2 separate regions of the Mus musculus genome follow, and region 1 is linked to region 2. A link is a contact called in public Micro-C data. All regions are on one chromosome and are shown on one strand. Each heading gives the region's core, a stretch centred on a gene start, on an enhancer-like site or on the middle of the called end of the contact. The rest is flanking DNA. Distances are from core to core; before and after follow the strand shown.

Evidence for each region. A called contact is a pair of places that touch in the nucleus more often than the background predicts.
Region 1: a contact with region 2 is called in a Micro-C map of muscle stem cells, with 5 times the contacts expected there. The contact joins two enhancer-like sites. A contact is called at or near these places in 9 of 484 Hi-C or Micro-C datasets (the N1E-115 cell line, Sertoli cells, cerebral cortex and 4 more), 7 of 115 datasets of contacts at active chromatin or transcription factors (the 230-238 cell line, differentiating embryonic stem cells, embryonic basal ganglia and 4 more) and 1 of 9 other capture datasets (embryonic tail).

The regions. Positions count from the first base shown.
Region 1 is chr6:89,238,279-89,240,978 of GRCm38.p6, forward strand. No RefSeq gene overlaps it. Among named protein-coding and RNA genes, the nearest start is that of Gm839, 23 kb to the left of the region's middle. Within about 2 kb of position 1,378, at least 53 of the 459 cell types and tissues checked have an H3K27ac peak or open chromatin away from gene starts, as enhancers often do. A contact at or near this core is called in muscle stem cells, where this site is marked.
Region 2 is chr6:88,959,718-88,962,417 of GRCm38.p6, forward strand. No RefSeq gene overlaps it. Among named protein-coding and RNA genes, the nearest start is that of Gm36409, 13 kb to the right of the region's middle. Within about 2 kb of position 1,409, at least 73 of the 459 cell types and tissues checked have an H3K27ac peak or open chromatin away from gene starts, as enhancers often do. A contact at or near this core is called in muscle stem cells, where this site is marked.

The DNA of each region.
Region 1 (2,700 bases), core at 128-2,627, 280 kb after region 2:
TTTTTCAAGTGTGTGTGTGTGTGTGTGTGTGTGTGTGTGTGTGTGAACCAGAGGCTGGTGTAGGATGTTTTCCTCCACTTTATTTACTAAGACAGAGCCTCTCACTGAACCCAGAGCTTGCTGGTTTAGTTAGTCTAGCTAGCAGCTTGCCCAGGGCATCCTCTATCTCTGCCACTGGAGCCTAGGGTTATGGCAGCTTCCAAGAAACACCCAGCATAGATGTGGGTTCTGGGGACTCAGGTTTCAGTCCTTATACTTCCATAGGAAGCACTTTGCCCACTAAGCCATCTTTCCAGAGTCCATATGCAAATTAAAAGAATATAAAAACTGAAAACTAGCAGGACAATACACAGATTTGCATCAGGAAAGACAAGGGTCACCAGTGGGTCATGAAGCATTTTCCAAACCAAAGCTCCTGTAGGGTCTTAGGGCCTAGTGAACGTGCCCTGCCCTCACCCTTCATCCGGAGCTGGGGGTCAAGTGCCGAATGCCATGTCAGTTTTATATTGAGTGACCTCATGGTGTGAAGAATTGAGTGGGTGTCAGCTCTGTTGCTGTGCAGGGACCCTGGGTGCCCCAGGATCAGCACAGAGTCCTCATCGTCCTGTGGATGCCCGACCTGCCAGCACATGTCCAGAGTGGGGGAGGAAATCATGAAACTCCCAGCTCCAGTAATTCCACCCCTGGGAATTCTCTCTGAGCAAGCAAGGCAAAAAGGACGCAGGGAGAAAAAGCCTCAGGCGAGAATATACGGGTGGAAGCACTTTTTAGCATTGATTACGGAAAATGTCAACTCCACACAAAAGTAGAGAGACAGGAATAACGAATGTGTGCCAGCCGCAGCTTGGAGGCAGCATCCACAGCCGGTGTGCCTCCACCCCCAACACTCCCGTACACACGATCCGTGTGGCAAGTGAGCCTCATACGTCATCGGACCATTTTATCATAAATATTTCAATTTGTGTCTCTGGCAGATAAGGAGTTTAAGACATCTAATCTCAGTATCATCACGCTCAACAGAATTAATAATTCTTTAATATCGTTTAATTCTCAGCCTGTGTGCGAATTCCCAGATGTCTCCAGTGATCTCTTTGGAGTTAGTTCAGCAGCGGCAGCAACCGTCGGAATGCAAACAAGGATTTGCGGTTGTTGCTGCTGCATTTCTTTTAGACCTCTTCTTCCAGATCAGCTTTCTTTCCCTTCTTCCCTTTCCCCTCATGGAAACATTTTAAAATAATGTCCTCAAAATGGAAAACAATCTCACATGTCCAATGCCAAGGACCACTTAGGCAGCGTATGGTCCCTTGGCCTGGGGAGCCCCAGCGTCCTGCTGTCCCTGGCTAAATATAACCACAAGCAGCTGGCCGTGGGCTGCCTGGAACGGCTCTGGCCTGGCCTGGCTGCCCGCCACCCGAGGTGCCTGGCCTGCTGGCTTGGCTGTGCCCTCGGCTGCCCTCCTTGGGATCTGGCAAGCCACTCATGGCATGTCAGACCTGGCCCTGAAACTCCAGCCAGGCAGCTGTGCCCAGCAGCTGGAGCAGAGCCCACCAAGCTCCCCTGATGACAGCACTCAAGTGTTAAATCATCAGCCAGGAGACCATTGAGCTCTACGTGGGGGGAGAGAAAGATCACTTGGAACTGTACATGGCTCTATGTGGGGGTAGAGAAAGATGATGCAGGACTGTACACAGCTCTACGTGGGGGGTAGGGAAAGATCACCCAGGACTGCCCACACTGGCACCTAAGAGCATATGTGTGGGAGTATCATAGGAGAAACAGAAATGTCCATCAAGCAAACAATAAGACAGATTCCTGAGAGAAAGCCAGTAGTCACTGTAAGGAGCTAGGAGAAAGTTGAGCACGTGTGATTTTTTTTTTTTCCTGGATTGCTTTCAGATGTAGCTATGGCTAAAGCAAACCTCTTCATCCCTTGTTTATCCATCATCCATTCTAGCTGGATCCACCTGTTGGAGAAAAGGAGTGGCTACTGTTTGTTATTCACTGGGTTGCTATAGGAACACTCTCCTTCCAGAAGAAATGGGGAGGTACCAGCAGGAGGGGAGGTGTGGACTGTCACTGCTACCCCAGCGTGGGCTTCCTCTGCCTTTCTTCCTCTAACCACAGGAGGTGGCTGGCTGGCAAGGAAGGAGGTTGACAAGCACCCTCGGGTGTCTTCAAAACTGTGAGCATTTCACGATATGCTGTCATTATTATTCAGGTGTGGTGAGAGCCACAGGTCAGAGGACTGCCACTGAAGGAAAGATGGCCGTGCCCCACTTTTCCTTCACAGCATTAGGGCCACAAAAGAAGGACAGGGCTGCACCAGGTAGGTAGGGGGTGGGGCATGTGGATATGCAGGGCTGTGGCACCTGCAGAAAGGACAGGGAGGGGATGAGCAGGGATGGGCAAGGGGCTAGTAGAACAGGGGCCATCTCTGCCTGATGATTTCGGACACTGGGTTATTCAGGTGGTGGGAATCCAGGAACCCAGTGGAGGAAGTGCTGGGTGTAAGAGTGTAGATGAGGTGGTCTATGTAGGAAAGCTGTGGCCCTGTGTGTTGTTTCTAAACTCTGGCTACACTGAAGAGAGCCTTCTTCTCTCTGGCGATAGTAAAGCTCCTGGTATCAAAGAATATGACTAAGAAAGAACGCTCTCCTTATCTCAGTCCATCTGTCTAATCAGCAATTGCTAAGGCACAGC
Region 2 (2,700 bases), core at 159-2,658:
AGATAGAATCTGTCAGGGTGGGTGCCAGGAGACTGTGGGGGCAGTGGATACAGGCAGATCCTTGCTAGCCTTATGGGGTAGGTATCAATCTGTGGGCTTCCTCCACCCCCAACTACTCTTGAGCATCCTCAACATATTCTCTGCTGTTCTGATGCCCTGTTGCCTTGGAGACCACTCACAGGCTTCCTGGGGCTGAGGATGGAGGAGACAGTTCTGGGGTACTGGGAGGACAGAGTGACATCTTGGAGCAGCCCACAGGCCTGTACCACATGCCAGTCCTCTGCACCGCAGGAAGACCAAGGCTGAGAGTAGTCCTGTCTGGCTCTGGGCCAGGGCAGGCTCTTCCTAGCTGTTAAGGAGAACTGGAGCTGTCTTCTGTCTTCTACGCTCTCAGTGGGCGTGGAGCCAGCCGTGGCTCAGCTGAAGGGCCAGCAGGGGGCTACAGTGGTGTGGATTGTCAGGGCCTGCGGCTGTCACGCCTCTCTCACGGCTTCTAGCCTTTATTCAGGAGGATATTTCTCTTTCCAGTGCACACCACACACATTGGCTGATTTATAACCCAAACTATTGTTGGAGTTATGTGTGTGTTTCACCACTCTTAATTTATAAGTGAGGAAACTAAGGCACAGAGAGGTTAAAAATCTTGTCTGAATTCACACAACTTAGTAGACAGGTGCAGATGAGCCAAGCAGGCTAATCAGCATTTGTCCCCCTGGGTCCATGGTGTGCCTTTCTGTGAGCTTAGCCACCCTGGGGTCATAGTCTTTGGTGGAACATAGAGCTGTAGAATAGGGCCTAGGAAGGGTGGAGGTTGGCCTTGGACTTCTGCTCCCTCCTGCTGTGGTGGACACTGCGCTAGTTGCTTCTCAGCCCTGTGACGCCAAGCTTTGCTCAGCCTGGGCATGGCTGAGACAAGACACCACCTGAGATTCCTTATCTGAAGCACTCTGCTCATACAGTCTCATCACCAGACCCTGCCTCAGAAAACGGCCCTCAGGCGGAAGCCAGCCTCGGAGCGGCATGCCAATGCTTCCATTTCAGCCAGCTCTTGCAGCCTTTGCTCTAGCTTTCTGCTCCACACAGAGGCTCGCTTCACCCTGAACGTGCCATGGTCTGCCCTGTGACTTCCTGAATCGTCCCTTCCTCCTTCAGTGACGAACAGGCTCCCTTTCCTGAGCTCTGCTATAGACATTTGTCATCTGATCCTGGGTCCTGTTTGTTCCCTGATCAAATCATTTTTGTACCAGGAACAAGAAACCCAGTGAGGCTCCGCAGGCTGAGAGCAGAAGGCCTGGGTCCACTTATCCCAACCAGAAAGGTGGTGCCATCTCATTGTAGAGGGGAGGACCACACATCTGGTCTCCTGACCACGTCACGCTGGCACATACGTTCAGCCTGACTCCTTGCATTCTTTGGGGATAGTCTCACACATATTTCTAGACTCCAGATTTCTGCCTGTGAATGTCTGGAATGTGGCTAGGGAGACCAGCCACTGAAGCCAGGCCACAGATTTGCTTACATGACAGACTGCAAACACCCCCCCCCCTTTTTTTTTTCCCCATGACTGGCCTGGAAGTGTCTCTAAGAGTGGGTTTGGGAGAGGGGACATCAGTCAAGCATAGGCAATGAGGAATGTTGGAACAAACTTGGAGCTGCTGGTCCCAGGTGGCACCGCCCCACTGGGAAAGGTGCTTTGAAGTGGCACCACTAAGGTGAAAATGAGAGATGGAGGAGACGCTGGATGCTAGGGTACCTTGCATTTTGAGTGCAGCCAGCCCTCCCCAGGCTATAGATGGGTCTGAGTGGGAGTCTGATGCTTATAACAGAAAGATGGACCCGCACATTCTTGTGGTAGGCAGGGACAGGGCCTGTGTGGTCAGAGTCATGTCCTCTGTATGGTGGTCACCTGGCTGTGCCTGCAGACTACCTCCTCCCTGTCTCCTCTTCAGGGCCCTGTTGCGATTCCTGCTTTTCTCTCTCTCTGGCTGCTGCCCTTCCTGATTGAGGTGGCCACCGTTTCCATCTGTGGCTAAATCTGACGCCATATCCTCTCTTGTTTTTCTACCCCCACTAACTGCTTCTGTGGCCGAGTCATGTGTCCTGGCTTCCCTGCAGGTAAAGTGGTCATCTGACTTGCTTCTGACCAATGGAAGGAAAGGGAGGCTTTCCTGGGGCAGGCAGAAATCTGGCTTTCTGCATAAAGTCATGGAGTCTCATAAGTTTTTCTCTCCCTTTCCTGCCTGCCTCTCCCTTTCCATCTTCCCCTCCCTGGGGAGTGGAGTTCAGGATCCCATGCGTGCTGAGCTGAACAATGTATCTGTGTTGCATCCAGCCTGCTTTCCGGTGCTGTGGACATGCCATGCCTGCAGTCACAGTGGCTGCAGAATGGCTGGTAGCAGGATGAAAAGCTTGTTGGTTGAGCATCAGGAAAAAGACCTGACAATGTAGTACTGGACATCTTGGTTGAGGAAATAAAGAAATCAAGCTGGGGTTGGGCTCAAAGCTCCCTTCCTGCTAGCCAGTGCCAGAAAGTGCTATGCAGGCTGTTGGGCGAGAATTGTCACCAACTGGCTTACTCAGTTTCAGACTCTATGCCATAGGAGTGACCAGCCAGGCAAGAGGTGATAGTGGCAGGTCTGTTACAGGAACCATCATCTCTTTCTGACTGGAATTAGTGCCTGTTCCATGGGATGCAATTCA